2 separate regions of the Drosophila melanogaster genome follow, and region 2 is linked to region 1. The links are chromatin contacts, called in public Hi-C maps. All regions are on one chromosome and are shown on one strand. The core of a region is the stretch at or near the end of the contact, and the rest is flanking DNA. Distances in the headings are between cores, read along the strand shown. Region 1 holds the start of Tsen54 (tRNA splicing endonuclease subunit 54). Region 2 holds the start of SCaMC (Short Calcium-binding Mitochondrial Carrier).

Evidence for each region. A called contact is a pair of places that touch in the nucleus more often than the background predicts.
Region 2: a Hi-C map of the Kc167 cell line shows a contact between it and region 1, with 2.0 times the contacts expected there. A contact is called at or near these places in 8 of 107 Hi-C or Micro-C datasets (the D17-c3 cell line, the Kc167 cell line, brain and 4 more).

Annotation. Positions count from the first base shown.
Region 1 is chr3L:12,203,332-12,210,581 of dm6, reverse strand. It overlaps Tsen54 (tRNA splicing endonuclease subunit 54), which reads left to right and starts at 4,560. Exons shown (of 5, transcript NM_140302.2): 1 at 4,560-4,638; 2 at 4,691-4,806; 3 at 4,869-5,056; 4 at 5,116-5,939; 5 at 6,176-6,459. The coding sequence starts at 4,577. The coding sequence ends at 5,901. It overlaps app (approximated), which reads left to right. Exons shown (of 10, transcript NM_001259803.2): 10 at 2,645-4,344. The coding sequence ends at 2,662. It overlaps Ak1 (Adenylate kinase 1), which reads left to right and starts at 6,500. Exons shown (of 5, transcript NM_168493.2): 1 at 6,500-6,863. The coding sequence starts at 6,861.
Region 2 is chr3L:12,411,620-12,418,800 of dm6, reverse strand. It overlaps SCaMC (Short Calcium-binding Mitochondrial Carrier), which reads left to right and starts at 3,959. Exons shown (of 8, transcript NM_206345.2): 1 at 3,959-4,099; 2 at 4,715-5,353; 3 at 6,345-6,471; 4 at 6,529-6,616; 5 at 6,679-6,790. The coding sequence starts at 4,898. ArfGAP1 (ADP-ribosylation factor GTPase activating protein 1) reads left to right here and starts at 1,221. Exons shown (of 5, transcript NM_079316.3): 1 at 1,221-1,648; 2 at 1,714-2,261; 3 at 2,322-2,526; 4 at 2,797-2,856; 5 at 2,932-3,775. The coding sequence starts at 1,589. The coding sequence ends at 3,465.

The sequences.
Region 1 (7,250 bases), core at 3,311-5,810:
TGCTGCAAGATGCGTTTGCAATAGGGGGCGACTCGGCGCCAGGGGCCGCTAAATGCCACCCGTGTATGTATGTATCCACCTTGGTCTACGTCCCAGCGCCGCCACCTCCAATAGTGAAGACACCAACTAACCAACTAACCAACTAACCAAGCAACCAAACAACCTACTAACCAGCAAACCAAAGATCCAAAAAACCAGTAAACTAGTAAACCAGTAAACCAACATCCCCAGCCAAGCATGTTTGACTAAGTTCGCCTGGTAAAGTGCTTAATGATTTTGCTTTTTGTTGGGAACCTTGTGAGATTTTTGTAAATGATCGCAGTCACTTGGGCCTTCAGTTGAATTCTCGATTAATTTGGAAGGTTTCAGCCGAACATAGATTATGAACGAAAACTTTAACTTGCAATTAGTGAAATTAGCAAAACAAAACAAAAAGAACCGAAAAGAATATGAAAACAAAAACTTAATGAGCCAAAATAACTGCCATTTATCGAAGCAACATTTTGTTAGGACTTTTTTCATTTTTACAATGAAATTTAAAATTAATTGTAAACGTAAACTAAACGACGGAATTCAATAAGAATTTGATAAACTATGTATCAGTGCTAAGGGAACGTCGAACATTTTAAAACTAATAGTGGAAAACGAGAAATTGTTGCAAACGAATTGAATATCAAATATCGAATATGTCTTAATCTTGAATATTGGAACATTGCCAAGTGACTGCTGCAAATAATTAGCAATAAACAAAATACCGAACAATGCGAAATGTTGAAATTGAAATGAAAATGAAAACGAATATTGAAATTGCAAATATTTATACCTAGTTCGTAATAGTTGAAAGACAAACATTTTTCGGGCACTAAATTGCTGGACTTTTGTGGAGGTGAAAATCGTAGGTATACATATATGTAAGCCAGCTTAAAGAAGTAATTGCGGCTCAAATGCCGCCTACAAGGCTTTAAATCTTGAGCATTAACAATATTATGGGTTCCTTTTATAATTAATTGCAAGTGTAATACGCATTAGCCAGATAATTGAAGTTGTAGCTAGTTATATATATTATATATATACATATTATATATATATGAAAGCGAGTGTTAACTGATGAAAACGTAAATTTATACATGTACTTATATACACACATATGTATGGTTAAATGTTGGGCAATAAAGTGTATGTAGCGTATGTTTAATGTGGATCGAAAGCAGATCCATAACTATCTATAAGTACTAATCCCGATGTTGAAGCGTATCGCATCCTTTCAGGAAGATCGTGAGACCTACTTGCGATCCTGAACGATTATTGGAACCATATATGCATATGTAGCCCCCGGCGAATCACTCACACACACATAGACACGAAATGAAGGCTTCAGATTTTCCACTCCTCTACATTTTCCATTATCCATTATCCTTTAGGCTCCCCGATTTTGATTTTGACCGGCTAAAGCTCGCACACATCCACCAAGAAAAAACAAAGCTATAACCCTCCTCTTGATTTATCGCACACTAATGTCAAACTCTTTCTGTATCTTTCAACTTGACTCTGGGATTAACTAACAAAAAAACAAACAATACTTACAATTTGTGTCTGTAACTATTTAATGACCCAAACTAAAACTGCAATTGAGCGAAAGTTGTCGAGGGCCGCTTAAGACTAGAGTAAAAATGCATTTTAAGCCTTAATTGGGTGAGTTCTCTCCTAATGCAAACACATTTGATTGTTGTATGTACCGAAATAAAAATAACCAAACACCGAAATTTAATCAAAGCTTTAGAGTTTCGTTTGAAATTAGCTACACCATAACCATACATATATCTTTGAGTTTGATTTTCTGCTGCTTAAATCGCCACTGCGAAATAGCTGATATTCTATTATGTTGCTCATGTCGATGATTTGTTTCCACCATTAACCCAAAATGCATCACCATTCAATATAAAACAACCATCCGAACACAAAACAAAAGTCAAAGTTTAATATGGTATTTAGCAGTAATTTATTGGCAAGCTACCTACTAATTGCACTCACAACATTTTGAAAGCATGCTTTAAATTGTTCAATTGGCACCGACTTAACCACTGAATCCATTATCCATTAATTAGCGTCCAGTTTCCGTCTTTATTTGCGCATACTCTACGGCGTTTGTCATTCAATTTTCAGTTATCATTGTTGTTTATTCGGTTTTAGGAGCTTATCAACTGATGAGTTTCGAATTAAGTTGATTTCCAACCAGTTCCGAGGCAGTTTCTCCTCAGATTGCAATTACACGTGTATTAGTTCGATTGAACACACAAAACAAAACCCGCCCCCGCATTTGATTGAATTACGATTTTAATTTGGCGCCCTTTTCAGCATTTATGATTATTTGCATATTTAAATAGTTTTATTTTGCCACAGCTAAACGATAGCGAACCTAAACAAATCATCAATGACCACTAGCAAAAGAGCAATAAAACCACTAGATACAAATGCTCCAAATTGAAATTTGAATTTTAAATTAGTTGGCAAATTCGTTGTAATGAGCATTTCAATTATATACGTGCATTAATTAAACATACAATAGAACGAAATTAAATATCAATTACTAATCACGCGCTTTCGTTGCGCCCTTCTCCCCTTTTTTTTTCCGTCTCGTTTCCAGGTAATTCCAATAGTCTAGCTCAGCTGGTGGACAACGAGATACCGCTGGTCCAAATGGACATTCCGGCTTATACCCACCAAACGGCCACCCAGGCGCGTCAGTACCGCCATCGTCATCACAAACAGCGCCAGATATGCAATGGCGGCACTGTTAGCTATGAGAATCAGTTGGCCAACGCCAGCAGCGAGGATGAGCTGGATGATCCAGATGTTGTGGTCGTGGGCAGTCCCGAAGTGGTGGCTGCCGTGGCAGCCATAGCCTCCAATAAGGCAAGAGAAATGCGCAACCGCAGCGGAAGCTATAGCAATCTCTTCGATGCTGACTTCGAGGCGGCACTGGTCAACTCCTCATTGGCGGATAACCATGTCAGAGGTGAAGGAGCAAGCAGTTCCGGAAAGCCCTCTGCGGGCGCAGCTCTATTAGCGGCTGCCATCAGTGGAAAAACGGAGAACATGTATAGCAATGTGTTGCCAGTGGACAATGATACGGATCCGGCCGATTCCACGCTGCATGTATACTCCAATATCATCGATGAACGCAAGCAGCAGGAACAGGCAAACAATGTACTGTCCTCCACTCTGCTCTGCGACGATCTCGACCTGGACGATCCGGTTAGTGCTTCGTGTCATGTGAAAAGAAAGTCCCTGGGCGATGGAGCCGAGCAGGTGAAGTCGGCGGAGAGATTGAGAATGCTGCACGACAACACGATGATAGACACGGCCTTGGATTTGGACAGCTTGGATGGCTCCAGCATGGGCAACAACTCACAGTCGTGCCTGGTGAAGTCGGGCAAACCGAATGCCACTTCCGTGACCACAAACGTGGCCATAGTCTAAGCGGTCCTCTTTGTCCTGTACATAAGTGTAGATATTCATGTCAAGGGGGAGAGTATTGTTAAGTTTTCCCTACTTTTAACTGAATCGATTTTCATTTACTATGTGTGGTGGGGGGAGGGGGTGCGGTGATTCGATGGAGAGGGGGGATATAATGAAACGACCTATCAGCAGGCAGATAAAAAATATTACCTTAAAGCGTTACGCATTTGAAACAGAAAGAGAAATATATCTATGCATATATGTAGATGATAATAACTAAAGCATTTACGGATATATGTATGCATATGTATAATACAAATGTGGTGAACAATGTTAACAATTTGAGGGCATTAACAAAGGACAAATTAAAGGAGCAACCAATACTATGGAGAAACTGTTTATACAATACACGACGCATACATATAAATGAGTTATAGGTAACATATACATAATGATAAACAATATACAATGTACGGTTAGTTATAGTGTATAATTTTTGTATTTAAGTTTTTACAAACAGCAGAAACAGAAAGGGGTTCGTTTCGCAGTTCAGAGTTTAAAAAACATTTGCGGTGTAGCCAGAAACCGAAGAAACAAAGAAAAGAAAGCCAACTAGAAATATCCTGCAATATACGTGAAGTTGAAATTGTCGAGTCGATGAGAAAATGTTAACAGCATAAGAGTTAAAAGCAACAATGTGGTGTATTAAATGTTCATAAATCTACCAATAAGTGTATTTTCAAGGTGTAAAATGTTATATGACATCAATTAAAACGAGTTCGAGATTTCGACAAGCTCCATTGCATGAGAGGGCAAGAAATGTTAAGCGTATGTTATGCGAAACTAACAAAACTACAATTATACAAAGAATAAAGATTTATAAATAGAGAATAATGGTGTATTGCTTTTTGGGAAAGGCCATCTAGGTGTTGAATTGAATAAGAATGATGCAAACTGAAACTTAGAAATTAGGGTTTCAGAAATTTTTTCTTAAGTTAAAGTTACTCCAAATTTCAAAAACGATATAAGCCCGCCAAAAGTAATCGATTCATCGGTAACAATTGGTAAGCTTGTTAATGATGGTATATTTGAACGGATTGGCCTTGGTCACACTGACATGGACACCAAAACACAAGATTCAGAATATGTGGAAATTCATCCAAAAAATAGCTATTTAAGGTAATTCCTGACTGAGATATGAATACCTTAGCTTAAAATCAATTAATTTCAGTGCCCAGGAGCTCATTGCGCATCGTCACACTGAATTCGAACCTCCGAGTGGAGGTCTAAAGCGTACTAAAAATGAGGGAACTGCAGCGGAAGTTGAGGAGCTTAAACGAGCGCAGGGTTCGAATTTGTTATAAATATTTAACACCAATATATATATTATTATGTTTATAACATTTTAGAGTATTTGCGTGCTCAATTGTCAGTGCCTCGAATAGAAAGACTCGGAGGAAGGGCACTTGCCATTTGGAACGAAGAGCAACAAGTGGCAGAAGTCAAACGCAAAGATGGTAAATTTGAAAATTTCGGATACAGTGAGCAGGGAAAGCTCTATTTGGAGTACTATGAAGCTATGTTCCTACTAGAAGTTGTGAGTTATAAAATCGCCCTTTAAATTCAATCGAGATATATGGAACATGTACTTTTCAGGGACGTTTACAACTGGAGTACTGTGGTTTAGTAGTTTCAATTGAGCAAGCATATGTGCTCCTCCTCGGCGAGTTGGAAAGCGAAAGGTACACCAACTACCTAGTTTACTCGGCTTTATCCCGATCTGGCTATATAGTAGTGAAACATGTGCCTCCTAAGGAAATTCCACAAGAAGTTACGAGTGCAGATTGTATTTGGGCACTGCTGAAGGAAAAAGTGGGAAATCTGCCAGTACCAGATCATATCAAAACCTCACCCATTTATCCTATCGCGGAAAAGCGTATGGAAGATTTAAAGGAACTTATAACATCTCAAAAGGCAGAAGATCCTAATATTGTTGTAGATCCCATAGATTTGAAATTCGGACAACGAAAACGTATGGCTGTGGAAAAACCAATCGAAGAACCTGCTAGTAAAAAAGAAAAATTCTCCACAACGGGCCGAAGTCTCGTGGATCAACTAAAAGGCGAATTTGCATATGCCAAATTCGAAGAGATCTTTGAAAAGTTCGATTTGGTGCAACTTGAAAGCCAAGATTATACCAAAGACGAATTAGATACGCCCTCTGCTTTGAAGATAATCTTTGATTTACATCTGCACAATAGGGGTTTCAAAAAAAGTGCACCCAACGCACCAAACTTTAATGTAATTATACTTCCATCGCAGGTGGCGTTTCCCACCCACGACAAAATCTCCAAGATTAAACATCTTCTCACCGCACCACTGCTCGTCATATCCGTAAGCGAATCCAAACAGATACAGGCCTTTCTGTACTATATTAGTTGATGATTGCCCATACAGCGGATGTGCCACCTCAATAAATTGTACGTGTTAGTATTTTAAAAGCTCGAATAGTTTATTTTATTTACCAGACATTGTTTATAAAGAATGCCGGCACGAGAATGCCCAAAAGAACAAGCAAAACTAATCAAAATATCCAAATATCCGAAAAAATGTATTTATTTTGATATTCAGGCATTGTTTCTGAACAATTTGTGTTCAGCTACGGTATTCTGTTAGTTATACCCTACATTAAAAATCTAATACAAATATGTTACAGGAGGATGTTCCTATGGTGAACTCATGACCAGAAAATTCAAATGAAGTATATCCCCATCGCATTGGTCAAAATGGAGGTAATCAGGAGGAGACGGGAGACAGACACAATGTTAAAGGAAATCCAATTAAATATGGATAAGATCATAAATCGTCACAATAGCACTTTAAAGAGTTGGATTCATTACTGTTCCAACACAAGCTGAAACAAAATTAGCACAAATATACATAGATTCAATGAGTTAAGAAGATAAGCCAGGATCATAAGAATCAAATTTGAATTTGATCATGACAATACGAATTTCCTACGACAATACACTCAAAATTTGAATTGACCAATTCGGGTTATACTCGAAAACGGCCAAAATAAAAGCACTGTTAATCGGAAAGCTTTGTGCGAAAAGCTCGCGTGTCTGTGCGCAGTGAAACCGTTAGCCGAATCGGATCGAATCGAAACGGAATCGAAAGCCTTTTCATTCACTCAGTCACTCTCAACTCACGCAGCACAGAGGGTGGGTGGAAAACAGTCGGGCGGAGCATTCGAGAATCTGGGCGAGAATCGACCGACCAAGTGGCGCTAAGGGAAGGCTAGTAAGGCATCCGGCTAACAAACTACCGAATATTTCGCGATTTCTTCAGCGAAAGGCCCGCAGCAGCGACGTGTATATCTAGTATACATCATCATCATCATGGTGAGTGTTTTCAGTGCGCGGTTGCTGTGATTTGTGTTTTCGTTTCTGCTTAATGCCCAATTTATTTTTATTTGTTTGTAACCCACACACACACACCCCAAATGTTTCACTCTGATTTAAAACGGCCTTGCACTCCAACGGGGGAAAGTGAAGCAATGGCTTTAAAATTGAGGATTCAGAGCGGTCAAATCGGCCTTGAGCCACTTGCATTGCACTTGACCTTGCAGCCCAGCGTTGCAATTAAGAAAGTTTCGGGGCCACAAGCTTACTCAGCTTTTTTTTTTTTTTTTGAAGCTGAGAATGGGGTATGAGATGAGAATGAGAATGAGAAGCTCCCGGTCAGCTGTTCCATGTTTACGGTTTTGTTATAAATAGAGCCTCTCCTAA
Region 2 (7,181 bases), core at 2,710-5,209, 210 kb before region 1:
CTCGTTGCCGCTCGCATCCAGATCTGATCTGCCACGCCCCCCTTGTTGGGCGTGCGACGGCAATTATAGATCCGCTGAGATGCCAAAAGACGCTGACTTAAATAAATGCGCGAGTTTGGAAATTGAAAGGGAATTAGCGGTGGGCAGGCAGAGCCGAACTGCGGAAATATTGTGCATAATTATATGCTAATCCGAATGGCATTGAATTATGTGCAGACGCGTGTGGTCACCTACCTTTTGGACTTTTCCTCCAAGGGGCACTGAAAAATGGGGAAAAGGGAAATGGCTTTTAGGCGGCTCCAAATTCTCTCAGATTTGAGTTCCCTTTCATCTTTGGTGGCCCTGCCACCCGCGGTCTGTTTGCATTGAAGTCGATCATGTAAGTAATTTCCCCTGTCCGGGATTCAAAACACCGAAATCGAATCAAAATCCACCGACAGTCGGTAGGAGATTGATTACTGTTAGGAGTGTGATAAATCGCTGTTTTTATTAACTTTTTTCGGGATGACGCAGCGCAAATTGGCGGCGCTGCATCTCCAGTCGCCGCACGAGTACTGAAGATCTGGAAATCAGATCAGCGTGATAATGTATAATTTGTTGAAGGGTTTTCGGCGTGCTCGCAACAAAGGCGATGCCATCGAGTTGGGTTAATTGAATTTGCTGGAGAGCGGACAGAGATTTTTGTGCAATATTTAGCTAAAATATGTATGTGTATATTAACATTATTAACATTATTAACACATTAACATTAACATATGTTGGATAATGATGAATAAAAATGGTTTTCTAAATGTCTAATTTAATTTATATAATTTCGAAAATATTTGTTCTTATCTAACTTTTTTCGAAATATTTAGTAAATAAGCAGCTTGAATATATTATATGCAAGCTATATACAATAAATATAATACAGCAACAGAGTAAAAAAATATTTTATTGTTTTTATAAAACCGATAGAATTTTAAATTAAAACATTAAAACATGTTAAAGCTAATATTTTTAGGTTTTCTTTTATGAAAGACAGTTTCAAATATATTAAACTTGTTTGCTTAAGATATTTAAATATCCCGCTCATTTTCAATAAACTATCGATATATCGCAATTCCGAACGTTCCACTTTAGTTGCACTTTGGTCACACTGCAAAACAAAAATCCAAGTGGAACTTTGAGATGGGTAAATATCGATAGTATGCCCAACTTCCTTTGGTTTTCCATGCAATATTCGGTATATCGATGCTGTCGTGAGTGGTCAGCTCATCTCCAATTCCAAGTGGGACACGCTTAACACTTTTTTTTTGCCAATTTGCCATTAATTGCAAGCGTCCCAGCTGATCCAAAAAAATTCAAAACTCTGTTAAATGCGTTTGGCCAGGCGTTCGTCGCGATCCGTGGACTTTAAAGGCTCGTAAGCGTGTGTGAGAGCTTCAAATCGCCCCATCTCAAAGCCAAGATTGCACCCAAATCAGCGCCAGCGTCAGCAAAAGTTTCATTAGCAACTCGGTTATCAGCTGCGAAACTGAAGCCAACTGAACGCAAAGAGTTGGGCAATCCGCCAGAGCAGGGCCAGAAACCATAGAAACCAGTTGCCATGGCGAGTCCCAGAACGCGACGGGTGCTCCAGGAACTGAAACCCCAGGATGAGAACTCGGTAGGTTTGCTCCTTTGTCCACATACGCTAGATAAGCTTCAATTTCTTTGTTTAAAAATGACTAGAAATGCTTCGAGTGCGGTACCCACAATCCGCAGTGGGTGTCCGTGACCTACGGCATCTGGATCTGCCTGGAGTGCTCCGGCAAGCATCGCAGTCTGGGCGTGCATCTGTCCTTCGTGCGCTCCGTCACTATGGATAAGTGGAAGGACATCGAGCTGGAGAAGATGAAGGCGGGCGGCAATCGCAATGCGCGCGAGTTTCTGGAGGATCAGGAGGACTGGAACGAACGGGCGCCTATCACGCAGCGTTACAACTCGAAGGCGGCTGCTTTGTACCGCGATAAGATAGCCACCTTGGCCCAGGGCAAGAGCTGGGATCTCAAGGAGGCGCAAGGCCGCGTGGGCAGCAACAATAGCTTCAGCTCAGGTGGCTCCAGCAACAGCAGCTACCAGTCGCGACCCAGTGCAACAGGTTATGGCGGAAACGGAGGCTATCAGAATGGCGGAGGCGCCGAGCCTGGAGGCTATCAGCAGTACCAAACGCAGGAGTTCAAGGACCAGAAGGAGGAGTTCTTCAGCCGACGCCAAGTGGAGAATGCCTCCAGGCCAGAGTAGGATCTTAATGGCATATCTGTCCATTAGCTATGATTTATCCTAGTTGATTGTTTCAGAAACTTGCCACCGAGTCAGGGCGGAAAATATGCAGGTTTCGGGTTCACACGCGAACCACCACCGAAAACGCAATCTCAGGAGCTTTTCGACTCGACGCTTTCCACTTTGGCCTCTGGCTGGAGCCTTTTCTCCACCAACGCCTCCAAGTTGGCCAGCACCGCCAAGGAGAAGGCCGTCACCACCGTCAATTTGGCCTCGACAAAGGTGAGTCCTGCGCCTCAGCTCGTATATCTTTCAGATTTTGATTCCTTATTTGCCTATTCTCTTCGATTTGGTTCAATATTATGTTGATTTTGTATTCTTTTGGTTTATTATTAGTCTGCTGATTAGTTTTAAATAATTTAAAGCTGTAGAAACCCACCTTAACAACAAAAGAGAGCAAAATCCCTTTAGTTAATCCCCATATTTGTTTGTTAATTTAATTGGTACACCTTATTGTTTGTATTATTTATTTGCATCTTTTTTTGGTTGTAGATTAAAGAGGGAACTCTGCTAGATTCCGTACAATGCGGAGTTACCGATGTAGCCAGCAAGGTCTGTAGTTCCCCATCATCCAGTTAATCTTCTCTAAACCCACATCCCTCTAACATATAAACATACCGATCGCAGGTCACCGATATGGGCAAACGAGGTTGGAATAATCTGGCGGGCAGCAACATTTCGTCGCCGCAGGGCGGATACAACGATCCCAACTTCGAGGACAGCAGCGCCTACCAGCGTTCCAATTCCGTGGGCGGTAATCTGGCCGGAGGCTTGGGTCAGCAGAGCGGCGTCAGCGACAGCGACTGGGGCGGCTGGCAGGACAACGGCAACAGCAAGTCGCACATGACCAGCTCGAGTTCGTACCACAATCAGTTGAGTAGCAGCAGCGGCGGCGGTACCGCCTCCGCCGGCCTAACCCGCGACGCTGACTGGTCCGGCTTCGAGGCGACGAACTATCAGAGTTCAGAGACCTCCTACCAGAACGCTTCGTCCGGCGGATCGACAGCTCGCCGCAACATGAAGCTGCAGGACACATCGCAGAAGCTGAGCGAGGGCTTCGAGAGCCTGGACGTGAAGAGTGTGAAGCCCAAGACGGCAACGGCCTCGTCCGCCAACAAAGGCACTGCCGAGGACGACGCCTGGAATCTGCTGATGAACTAGAAACCGTGGCGAGCAGCTTATGCGATTGTATTTTTTGTATTCCATTCGGTTGTCAAGTTGTGTCTCCTTTGTTTTATGTGTCTCTTGATGTCTGGCCCCGAGGCTGCTATGCGCGCATTTAATGTAACCAACTGAATTGTGTATTCATTCTTCGACTTCAAACATAAAGTGCAACTATTCCCGATTATTTCCACAGTTTAGACCAATTTTGTATAGATCTACTTAACTAACGAATTACTTAGCTTAAAGTGTATGCCAGGATACTGCGAGGGATGCGAGATGAGAAAATACATATTATGTTAACAAGTGTAGTCGTTCGTTTTTTAAATGGGCGGTTTTAAATTCAAAAAATATAAATATTTGCAAATTTAAAAAATACATTTAAAATTAATAGTGTTACCCTACAATTCCACATTTTAAAAACCACAAATAGGTTTGAGTCACGGCTAAGCAGTGACGCGATGCATTTTAGGGTATTTTCGACCACACAAGAAGTATATCTAGATAAACGTTCGTGGTCACACTGGCAAACCCAAAAAATTAAAATTGAAGAGTTCTGCGTGAATCGCTTTAAGCCACAAAGTCGCCGAAATAGCGTAAAAGCAGACGAACTCTTAAATAGCTCGACCAGTAGGTAGTGACCACAGAAAAAGTGGGAAATGCAATTGAAGCTTGCCACTTTCTTTTGCATATCCACATTCCTTTCGCCTGCATGTGAGCGTGTGTGTGTGTGTGTGCATGAAAATCGAGTGCAGAATAATTTTTGCCAAATTGGCAACAATTTGCAAGCGTTTCGAGAGAAATTTGAGTCACACCTGTCTGGAAAATGGGCGGAGAATTCAGAAAAGAATGTAGAAAGTGTGTGAGAGCGTGAAGAATTCTTCGGTTAAAGCTACGCTTTGCAAAGTAGAAAGTTCGAGTTGCTGGGGGAAAGTCTCCCTTTTCCCAACACTCCCCCCCTCTACCACGACTTTTGGAGACATGTGCGTGCGTGTGCGTGAAGCTGTGGGTTTTTCAAGGTTTTCCGGAAAATCGCTGGCCTTCAAAATTAACTGCGAAAATCAATGGGATGTGGGTTGTACGCGGGATCCTGAAAATTGGCACCTACAATGTACATATGTAGTTCTCCAGCCAAGAAGAGGATGACTTCATCGCGGGGAAATTCGATACGTTGAGCTGTTTTATTTATCTTTCGCCCAGACATAACATTATAAACTAATGTGTATACAACACTCGATACCTCTTTCAGACGACTGTTTTTCCATTTGACTTGCCAAGTAGTGCAAAATGAGCCGGCCATAAGAGCAGAGCAGCTGATAGCCCAACACGTAATCCCCCAGAGAATCGGAAACCGAGCAAACCCAGAGAAATCCTTCAGCTGCCAGTTAAAGAACAGAAAACTCAAGGTAAACTGTAAACACGAGTGTGGAGAATGGTCAGAAAGCAAGTTGGAATCGAAAACAGTGCATCCTTAGCAGTAAGCAAGCAGCAGGATCAAAAGGAGCAGGACTATAAGCCAGAGGATCAAAAGCAACAGCACATCGACATCGACTTGACGCCCGATCCGGCCAGCAACTTCAACTTCGCCCAGCAGGCGCAGGCCAACTACTCCGCCCGCACGCTAGCCGCCAGCTATGAGCACGGCCAAAATCTCGGCCTGCAACATGCCCATCTTGCCACCAGCAGCACTACCAACACGCCCTTGGCCTATGATCTGCACGAGGTCGCCAGCTCCGGCTCCATCCTGCCCACCGAGATCCCCATCGAGGACGAGGAGCGGCTGGAGCGCATCTTCAACAAGCTGGACCGCGATGGCGACGGCAGGATCGATATCCACGACCTGTCAGCGGCACTGCACGAGTTCGGGTTGTCGAGCGTTTACGCGGAGGTGAGCAAAGCCTATTTATAGGATGATATATGGAAGCCATCACATCTCATCTAGCTATTTCAAATGTATCATGGATAGGACATATCTGAGGCTCCCATGATTTTAACAGATGTATCTTAGGGTAGAAAACAAGCAATCTTGATTAGCATAGTTGAACTACACGTGCCCTGGGCTCGCCATTTTCACAGGGAACTAACAATGCCTTTTTCTATTTGCTATTCTTCGCCAAACAGAAGGCAGACGGTTGAGATCAATAATATGCGGCCTTGACGGGCAAAAGTATCTGAGAATCTTAATTTATACATTTTGCATTGTTTGCTTGCTCTGATCAAGGCGAAACATTTGGCACTGCTGCTGACCCTGGGCAGCCTGACCCTTTCATTGTGTCATTTTTGCAGTTGCCAAAAAAGGGCTTATTAAATCAAAAGAAATGTGGGGTGGCAAACCAGGCGAAGATGAATATTCTATTTTTAGATGAGCACAATATTATTTCGCGTACAAATCTCTTTGTTTGACTAACAGATATTGTTTGTGGTATTATTAGCAGCTTTGTTTATATTTTAGCCAAAACAAACTAGATATAAAGAAATTTAAACTATTACTTTTATCCTGTGACCTAAATTCTGCTCCATTATACTTCTAGTGAAATCCTATATTAGTTTATTTATGTTGCACAAATCGCCAGATTGTGAAATTACATGCAACAAGTATTGTGACAACTTCCGAAAGCAATCAGAATTGGATTAGATGGTATATAGAGGGTTAATGTGCAGACAACTGAGTAGATTTATATGGTTTCCGCCGGCGAAGCCCGCATGATACGAGAAATTGATTTGCTTTCACGATTCAGGTCGATACTCTAGTCAGCGGCTCACTATGCGAAAGGCCTGCGAGTGTTCGACACAAATTTTCCAGTAATATTCCGGCAGTGAATCTAGTAAATTTTCCAGGAGCAATGCCAGTAATATTCCGCACTTGCTTTCCATTACAGAAATTCCTTCAGCAGTCGGACAAGGATCAGAGCGGCAACGTGGGCTTCGCCGAGTTCCTGCACTACGTGCGGGAGCATGAGAAGAACCTGGTCCTGCAGTTCTCGCACCTAGATAAAAATCGCGATGGTGGGTAATTGATTAAACCTTAATTGGATTAGTTCTTATAAGTGAATTGTATTACAGGCAAAGTGGACTTGGAGGAGCTGATATCGGCGTTCAAGGACCTGGGCCTGGACATTGACATGGACGAGGCCAGAAATCTGCTCACCAGGTGGGTTAATTATCCTCAACTTTCTTTTGTGCATGTGTTAATACGCGTGACTTTTCTTGCAGAATGGACAAGGATGGCAGCCTGAACATTAGCTTTAACGAGTGGCGGGACTTCATGCTCTTGGCGCCCTCAACGGACATTCATGACTTGATTAAATTTTGGCGGCACTCTACTGTGAGTTTACTAGAGATACGTTTTGCAAGTTGCTGAATTCATAAAACAGAGAGCAGTGGTTCTTCGAAGGTGTTCCACTGTTTCTCTGGATTAGTTTTCGTTCTATCGCGTTTGTTTTTAAAATATCTATGTACACTAGTATACATGTAGCTGTTTAACGTTAACTAATTGCCAACTTTTACCCTTCTTATCCCCTCGCCCATATCCAAAAACAAAATTAAACCGAAAAAACACACACTTCACACACTAACAAACCAAAATGTCGAATGTAGTACCTACACCCACACTACTCCTGACTAACTGAGGAAGATCTGAAGGTACATATCCGTCAAGTTACATATTACGATTACCATTGATATTGTTGTAGACCCACCCACGTAGAAGCAGGGCA